Linked DNA regions of Mus musculus: region 1 is linked to region 2. Evidence: chromatin contacts called from public ChIA-PET data. All regions are on one chromosome and are shown on one strand. The core of a region is the stretch at or near the end of the contact, and the rest is flanking DNA. Distances in the headings are between cores, read along the strand shown.

Region 1 (4,208 bases), core at 405-2,904, 270 kb before region 2:
TTTTTCTCAGGAAGTGATGAAAGGATGTTTAATAACTTAAACATTGTTCTTTGAGTAAAACACTAACCTGGCCAAATCTCACTAGCCATAAACAGCATATAACAGAAACCAGTAAAGCTCATGTTTGATGTTAGAGATATGACCTACAAAAATATTGTGCTCTTAAGATAGATCAATAATAATATCTGTTACATATCTACTAGTCTATTTTTGGGGAACAGTAGTAGTTAGTAGCTTATTTGCTTTTTGTTTTACTCTGTACTTCCACAAGCCGTGGCTCTTCAGAGTCTGCGCAGGCTGCGTTGGTGCCCACTGTGCTGCCTTTGGGTGGCTTTCCTATTGAGTTGTCAGTGCATTACACAGTCAATGTCAAAAGCTGTTTCTTTGGCCTGGAAAAAAACAAAAAAGTCGAAAATAGATTAGCAGTTCTGGTGTTCAGAATAGAAAAGAGGGATTTTAGAGAAAGACAAAACATTTGTGTTGTGAAAGAAAAATGTTACTAATAAAAGGAAAAAAGAAGCATAATTTATTCTTTCACATAGCAAATTATATGCAAAATGCATATTTCACATTATGTTATATTCTTTTTAAAAATGTTTCTTTGAGAGTCTGGTGTTGGTAACTTTTTCAGTAGAAACATTTTCTGTTTCGTTAATGTTGTTCTTAAATGAACCTGGCTTTGGATAGTCTGCATGTGGGAGTGAGGAGGGGCTACAGGAGCTGCTGGGCCTCGGCTGGGTCTGCAGTGGTAGCTTCAGTGGTAGAAGGTCCGTGCTATCTGTCAGTGGATTCAGGTACCATGAAAATACTTTAAATATTTTAGCAGAATTCAAAAATTCTAATTCCTGTTTCTCATTTTTGTTGTTGTTGGGGTTTTGTCCATTTGTTTGTTTTGCTGCCTGTGCGGTAGGGATATCTTCACTTTTTAAGATAATCAATAGGAAAACAGGGTTCAAGAGGAAAGGTGAATGACCTGAATAAATCTTCTCCATTCTGCAGTTCAAACACACTCCACCAGGTGGCATCATACCTCTGCCTCTTGCCAACGCTCCCTAAAAATGAAGACACAACTTTTGATAAAGAGTTTCTTCTAGAATTGCTGGTAAACATTAATATTTAACTGTCTTATAACTTCTCCTGTGGCTTTTCCCACATTTCTGAGTCACTCAGTGATATAAACAGTACTGACTGCTAGAGTTCGGGCTCAGTACTTTGCCTCTTGTGTTTGGAACTAATTAAATTAGGGGTTTGGGGGGCCAGGCCTCAGGCTTGGTTTTTCACGTCTGTGGTTTCTTTTCTCACACCTCTCAAACCTTTAAGCTCCGTTACGGCAGGAAGTCGCTGTGGCACTGAGCAGCTTCTGTGTCACCCTGCACTCATGCTCTGGAGATTCAAAGAGACCACAGCTAGACACAGTGCATGTTAATAACCGTGGCCATGTGTTATTTTAAAGGCAGTTATTCAAAAATTCTGTATTCAGTATCAGGTCATAGCCTTGATACTATAAATTCAGTAACTTAGAAATACAGTAAATGATTTCTAAGTGGCTTAAGAATTCTAAGCAATTCTTCAGTCGTCTTTATTTTCTAAACTAGCTTTTTGTTGTGGTTGTGGTTGGGTGTGGTGACTTTTTACTGTTGTTGCTGTGGCTGTTGTCTGGGTTTTGGGGTGGGGCTTGGCTTACCCTGTACATAGCGCACCACTGCACAGTCGTTCAAATCAGGGAATGAATGGGCTTCTCATGCAGTGGGCTTCTCCTGTTGCCAGGAGGGAGCACGGAGACTCTTCACCTGCACCTTGTGGAGCTCTCAGAAGACTTCTTGGACCTATTAAATTACGTGACTGTTAACTAGGTACATTTTATTAATGTGGAGGTAGACATAGCACAGTGGTAGAGACTGCTTACTTACACAATATAGTGACTACTATACCAGCACCGCAGGACGAAAGAATTCAAGGAATTCCATAACTTCTTAAAAACTCTTTAGTATTGTCTTCATTTCACCTTGTTTGGACATGTAGTCCACTGCGTTGTGTCGGGACACCTCCTTTTCATACAACATTTTCTGAAACAGATGACTATTTATGTCAAATATTTAGCCATGTCACTAACTTATGGCTCCTTAAGTGTTGACAGTTTTCACCTTTACAGATAACGCACGCGCACGAGTGTGTGTGTGTGTGCGCGCGCGCGCGTGTGTGTGCGTGTACACCCATATGTGAACATTTAACCAGAACCAGGAACTGGTTATTTCACCATGTGTGCTTATGGCTGCTGGGTTAACCTCCAAAACCAACACTCTGATGAGCCTGCACTGCCTTCGCACCAGCCTTGGTTTTGCTCAGTCTTCCTGCTTTTCCAGCAAAACAAAACAAAACAAAACAAAAGGATTTAAAGTGTTAGTTTTTCTGTTATAAGATTAAGTAGCTTTTCATCTATTTCAGACATTTTCATTGCTGAGCAAAACAAATAAGAACTAACTAACTAAATAGGCATATGTGTCTGTTGATTTTTCTTCATATTGAACCGTATTAGGCATGCCGTTCCGGGCTTTACTTTCCAAGCTTGTTCTTGTACCCGACAGAGAGCATAATTCCTCCCTGTAGGAAGATGATGGTAATATGCTAAATGTGGAGAGCAGAGACAAAGCATTTGTAACAGGTGTTTAAGGCCCAGTGACAGGTGTCTGAGTGTCATTTGGGGAGCGCTTCAGATTAGTTCCAGAATGGAAACTACTTTTTTCTTTGCATGTTTGCTCTGAGCATGTGCCTTAGATGTCTGTCTTTGCCTGTCCTCCTACAAGTCACTTGTCACTGTCTGTAACTGCAAACGCTTCCTAAAAATTCCCTGAGCTCTTTTCTGACAAGAAAATCTCTTTCAAGTCAGGCTGTTGGTACCAATACGAAGTTTTTATGAACAAAAGAAATAGAAACCTTTCCCAGGGATGATTCCCATAGAAAAGCCGTGCGCCATTCTGGCCTTGTTAATTAGAAATCACAGTTTCTGTGTGAGATGCACTGCTGGGAGATCAAGCGTGCATAGATATCATTAATGAGAGGGAGTGCAGCTCAGCCAGGCTCTCATTTACAGTAGAGAAGCCTCAGACCGGGGATTAAGGAGCATTCTCAGATCATGGGAGAGTCTTAGAAGGAACATGAAAACAAAGTCCAGGGTTCATAATTTCTATTTGGGGAATTTGTTAGGTTTTTACATAGATGCTACAGTTCTTAAACTCTTGGCATATGCCAGGGAGTTTGATGCAGTTTTATAGTACTCCTTCTCGTCACCATGGAACCCTGGTTAGAGACCGATACTTCCGCTGTTTTAGTAAAAGGAGACAGATTAAGACGCTTATAGTAACTTCTTATAAATGGAGGAGCTGGGATCCAGCTCGAGTTCATTTGGTTAATACCTTGTTGTTGGGTGTTTTTTTTTTTTATGATTTATGAGGGAAAACAGAAAGGGGAAAAATCAAGTCTTATCAAACTGTCACAGAGACTGAAGCCCAGGAATATCTCACTCCATGCCTAATGGCAGTGAAGACAGGCTCTCTCCTGCTGGCTCTGATTACCCTGGTGTCACTCATGTTCTACTGTAACTCCACTGTTTCCTTCCCTTAGGTGTCTCGCCACGAACGCCGCATCTCTCAAATTCAGCAACTGAATCAGATGCCTTTGTATCCAACTGAGAAAATTATATGGGATGAGAACATCGTCCCTACTGAGTACTATTCTGGGGAAGGTAGGTAAGGGAATACGGAGCTCATGTGTAACGTGTGTGTGTGTGTGTGTGTGTGTGTGTGTGTGTGTGTGTGTGTGCGCACGCACACACGTCTCCTCTATACAGTAGATTACTGTTCTGTGTTCTGTGGACTTAGAAGCTAGAAAAGAGTGAGGATTAAAAGAGTGAAGCTAGAAAAAAGTGAATACTTAGCAAAAGGACTTAATTATCCTAGGATGTATTTCTCTATATAAAATATGATTATTAAACCACAATGCTGTTTTTGAGTAGGCTTAAGAGTAAAGAAAGTGTAGCTTTCATTGATCACTGTGATATGCTGTTTGATAGACATGCCCTTCAAAAGCTCTGGTAGAGCCTTTTTAAAGTTCTTTATGAAGCCAGGTACTGAGAACCAAAAACCAAAAAACCCCATCGCCAGCAGTTGATAACAGATGCTTAGGGCTACCTCCCAAGTGTCTGTACTAGC
Region 2 (4,564 bases), core at 477-2,976:
GAGCAAGGAAGCACTGACAATGTGGAAGTGGAGAGAGAGAGATTAGTGTGTGCACTTCACCCTGGGACAACAGGGAAGGTGCTTTAAAGGAAAGATGCCACTTTTCGAAGCCCACAGAACCTAAGAATGCAAACTCACTTGAGAGATCTTTCCTTGTAAGAAGACAGAACCTTCGGGATGTCACACTTGAACAGGGCTACCGGGGGAAGTGTTTTGTTTTATTTTGTTTTATTTCTGTGTAGACACTCAGAGGCCACTGTGACAGTAGTAAAAGGGGATGAGCTGTGTGAAGCTAGCAGCCAAGCCTAGCATTATCCATTTGGTGTTGATTTTGCAGGTGTGGACTCGATAATCAATGTTTATACTAAGGTTCCTGAGAAAGACAACACCCTAGGGTCAGATGACCTATAAGGTGCCCCTGATGACCTGGGTAAATCTATGGTGTATCTGAGTAGAGTATGAAGTTTTTGTGAAGGCTGAATAGCAGTGGAGACTTCCTGATGAGGGACATGTCAGGGATGTGCTATATCTGCTAAGAGAAGCTGTAGGCAGTAAGTGGAACATGTTATATCTTGTAGCCAACAAAGCCCTAGAAGTCCAATTCCCCAAACCTGTTTTGGCCTAACTAAGCAGTTGTCAACCTGTGGGTCCTGACCCCAACTCTTTCACAGGAATTTCCCAAGACCATCAGAAAACACAGACATTTACATTATGATTCATAACAGTGGCAAAATTACAGTTACAAAGTAGCAAATGAAAATCATGTAATGTGAATCAGCACAACATGAGGAACTGTATTAAAGGGTCACAGCATTAGGAAGCTTGAGAACCATTGACCTAGATGATGCCACCACGAGCCCTAATATAGGTCAAGGAGGTACAAAATTTAATGTTTGTTGTGCTAAGTCTCAGTCTTGGACCGGTCTGATCTTTTCTTGCTATGACTCCATTCCTCACTTCTGGAATGGAAATATCCAAGTGTCATCATATATAAAAGTATGTGGCCGGGCAGTGGTGGCACACGCCTTTGATCCCAGCGCTTGGCAGGCAGAGGCAGATGAATCTCTGAGTTTGAGGCCAGCCTGGTCTACAGAGTGAGTTCCAGGACGCTCAGAATCACACAGAGAAACTTTCTCAGAAAAAAATTAAAAGAAAAAGGACAACGTAATTTGTTGTCATATTTTATAGGAATTCACAGCTCAGAGCTTTCCTAGAATCCAGATAGAGACTTGCCCTTTTGAGCAGTGTTGGGACTGGTAAGACTTTGGGGACTCCTGAAGTTGGACTGAATAATTTGGCACATTGAAAAGGCTAAGAGATTATTAGTGGCCAGAGGAGAACTGTCACGTATTGACCAGGGGCTATTCCCCTCAGGCTGATATTTTTGAATACTTGGTCCCCAGCTACCATACTGTTTAGAGTCCTTTGAGACATGAGGCCCACCTGGTAGCTATCCGATACTATGGCTCCATCAGTCCAGCTCAAGGCTTTCTCCCTTAAGTTGTTTTGGTTCTACATTCTCTCTTTGTTCCACAAACAAACATACTCAAAATCAACCAGGTTGGACTTGATCTCACAGAGTACTGTGTGCATCTGCCTCCTGAGTACTGGGATTAAAGGTGTGAGCTATCAGGTCTGGCAAGAAATGCACTTTTATTTGGTACCATCTGCATAAACATATGTGTGACCAGAAAGGGAACTCCCACACTTTGGTAGGCCTGCTTGTCCCCACTTCCTGCTTCTACACAGAGAGAAAGAGAATTTCTGCTTCTCCCCAGTAAGCCTGCTGACAGAACTGGTTGAAAAATGGAATTGTGGGAGAGCAACAGTAATGGAGACATGGTTAGAAAGCAACAGTAGCTCAAGGAAGAATGAAATCTTTATGCGAAAGAGCAGGGATCTAAGGAAGTGGGCTCACAGATGCTATTTTTATTTTGAGCATTTCAGGGCAACACAGATTGAGTTAATGATGTATAGCTCCAAGGCAACTCAGAAATGGCAGGGCTCAGACTAGCAGAGATGTACTTCTTGTAGACTAGGGAGAGATGCTGAGGCAGGTCTGGGGGGCTGTGCTGAGCCCCTGGCTGCAGATTCAGAGGCAAAACATACCGTGGCAGGGGATTTCTATCCCCCCCCCCCCAGGCAAGTGGCAATTCGCCTGCCTCTTCTTCTTGTCAGTTTCACAGCTTGGAATCTACTGCTCCATTTCAGTGGTTAAGAACCTTTTATATTGGAGTAGCCCCAGAGGTTCAATGACAGACATGAGCCAAATGAGGGTAGGAAACAATTAAAAAGAACCCTGAATTCCGTTTCACCTCTAGTGTTTATGTCTTCCGAGGGAGACATAGAAGTATGCAGGAAATTTCTAAAACCCTTCTGGGGTACTTTGAGATGCTTCCTATTGTAAAGGATTGCTAAAGACCAAAGAATCTGCGCTGCCTGAGGCTTTCTTTTTGAATGACTGGAGAGTTATTTTAATTTTTTTAAAGGCAGTGAAGATCAATCAAGACATTTTGAAATCTCATCTCAAGTTTCTTCTTGACAAACATTTTTTTCAAATGAACTTTTTATGAAATTATTTAATTTTACCCATATTATTTTAGTATGCCAAAACCTGAATCAAAACTACTTTATGAGCCTCAAAAGTCATTTACATGTGTGGATATGGCTGTGTACATTTTCATATGCACCTATAAGACAATTCTATTCTTTGTGTGTAAAGTGTGTGTGTGTGTGTGTGTGTATGTGTGTGTATACATATGAAAAGTATGCATACACAGAATATATGGAGACCAGAGAAGGAATCAGGTGCCCTCCTCCATTGCTCTCTGCCTTATTCCCTTAAGACAGTATCTCTTGCCCCAGATTGAACCTGAATCCCAGTGTTTGGGCCTGGTTGGCTGGCACATAGTTTCATTGGATCCTCCTGTCTCCACTCCACCAATGTTAGAATTATAAGAACAAACGGCCATGCCTGACTTTTATGTGGGTGTGCCGACTCATACTCAGAGCCTCATAGTTACATAGTAAGTATCCTACCCCCTGAGCCTCTCTATCACCCCTCCCCAGCTCAAGTTCAAGAGATGCCAATTATGTCCTATAGACACAGAAAGGCCCAGGCTCTGTCCTCATTCTCTCCTCCCACTGTGTGAGTGATACCATCCCCTCCTGGGGCTTATTTGTCAGTAGTGATTTCCAAAGCTCTGCATAGGATGTGTGATAGAATGTGACACAGACATGAAAGAGTATGGCAGAGGACATGGCGGTGCTGGTCTGAAATGGCGTAAAGATCTAAGAAGAAGAACTCCCAAGTCTCAATTGTTCTTACAAATTGAACAACAAGAGATGTTAATCCATGATTAGCTTCAAAAGGCATTGCTGGGCTGCACTTAGGATGACTAAGAATTTTAAGAGTGAACTGGAGGTGATGGCATCAACTGATATGAAAAAAAAAAAAACAGGAAGAAGAACAAGCAGGCTGCTGAGGGGTAGACACCAAGACGCTGAGGAGGAGATCAAGGAGCATGGAGAAAACCTATATATCAAGCCAAGGGAACTGTTCATGGAGACACAGTAAGTAAGGTGGACTTGGAGCACCCCAGTAAGATCTGAACCAGGGCAATACAGAGCTGAACGCACTGTGATAAGAAAGGAAAGCCATACTGGTGAATGGCATCATTCAGGGTGAGCACGCAGGGTGGGAGGGGAATGGAGACAAAACCCCAGGGAATCGGAGTCCTTACAGCATGAGTGACATAGGAAACAACTAGGAGACATCCAAGAGGGAGGCACTGTCAGCTAGCCAGGGCAGTGCAATAAAGGCTGAAAACCAGCCAGCCAGCTTGTCTCCCACATTGCTGTCTCCTCAGCAAGAACATTTACAGTGTACTAATGACCATGAGACCCAGACTACAGTGACCCAGGGACAGCGAGGACCAGAACGCCATGGCTAAGGGACACTCTTGCAAGGATTATGTATGAATCCAGTGGGTGGAATAGGGTAGATTAAGAACTTAAGAAAGGTTTTCTCTTGTATTTCTTTTTTGCTGTTCTTTGGTTGGTTGCTTTTCTGAGATGAGTACTTTTTTTTTTTTTTTTTTTTTAGGATAAGAAAAGAACCAATTGAGAAGAAAAAAATTGGAATGGAAAAAAATAGATGAAAAATTGAAATAAGATCCTGAAATGAAAAATGGATGGGCTTATCTGTGCACCTGGAAACATCTCTGTAAAAAGAGGGTGCCTCCTTCAGGGGAAAGAGCTGAGGATAAGTGTTTTGAGCATACACCTCTATACACACATGGAATCATTTCTCTTTGCACTTTACAGCAAGTTCCTTAATTCTCAGGAAGAAGAGGAAAAATAGATTTAGATTTATCCCCACTACTAAAATAACAATAGACATGCAAAACTTATTGCCCGTTTTTCTAATTTGCTCTCTGTTTCTGTGATAAAAACACGTCCCAAAAGCAGTTTGGGAGAGAACAGGGTTTATCTGGCTTACAAGCTACCTGCCCATCCAGTGGGGAAGCCAAAGTAGGAACTCAAGGCAGGAACCTGGAGGCAG

Evidence for each region. ChIA-PET counts read pairs in DNA pulled down with a chosen protein or histone mark.
Region 1: an RNA polymerase II ChIA-PET map of memory CD8 T cells shows a contact between it and region 2, with 11 times the contacts expected there. The contact joins two enhancer-like sites. A contact is called at or near these places in 3 of 39 promoter capture datasets (the 3T3-L1 cell line, the C10 cell line and hippocampal neurons), 7 of 15 datasets of contacts at CTCF or cohesin (CD8 T cells, the NIH/3T3 cell line, hippocampal excitatory neurons and 3 more), 141 of 484 Hi-C or Micro-C datasets (the 63-12 cell line, the AML12 cell line, the AtT-20 cell line and 90 more), 14 of 115 datasets of contacts at active chromatin or transcription factors (CD8 T cells, the HPC-7 cell line, PVALB interneurons and 10 more) and 3 of 9 other capture datasets (adipose tissue, liver and pancreatic islet).

The regions. Positions count from the first base shown.
Region 1 is chr2:114,142,522-114,146,729 of GRCm38.p6, reverse strand. Aqr (aquarius) reads left to right here. Exons shown (of 35, transcript NM_009702.3): 14 at 1,000-1,102; 15 at 3,622-3,742. Among named protein-coding and RNA genes, the nearest start is that of Mir7002, 5.9 kb to the left of the region's middle. Within about 2 kb of position 1,654, at least 45 of the 459 cell types and tissues checked have an H3K27ac peak or open chromatin away from gene starts, as enhancers often do. A contact at or near this core is called in CD8 T cells, the MNK3 cell line, Th1 cells and 2 more, where this site is marked.
Region 2 is chr2:113,867,478-113,872,041 of GRCm38.p6, reverse strand. No RefSeq gene overlaps it. Among named protein-coding and RNA genes, the nearest start is that of Arhgap11a, 21 kb to the right of the region's middle. Within about 2 kb of position 1,726, at least 8 of the 459 cell types and tissues checked have an H3K27ac peak or open chromatin away from gene starts, as enhancers often do. A contact at or near this core is called in CD8 T cells, the MNK3 cell line, Th1 cells and 2 more, where this site is marked.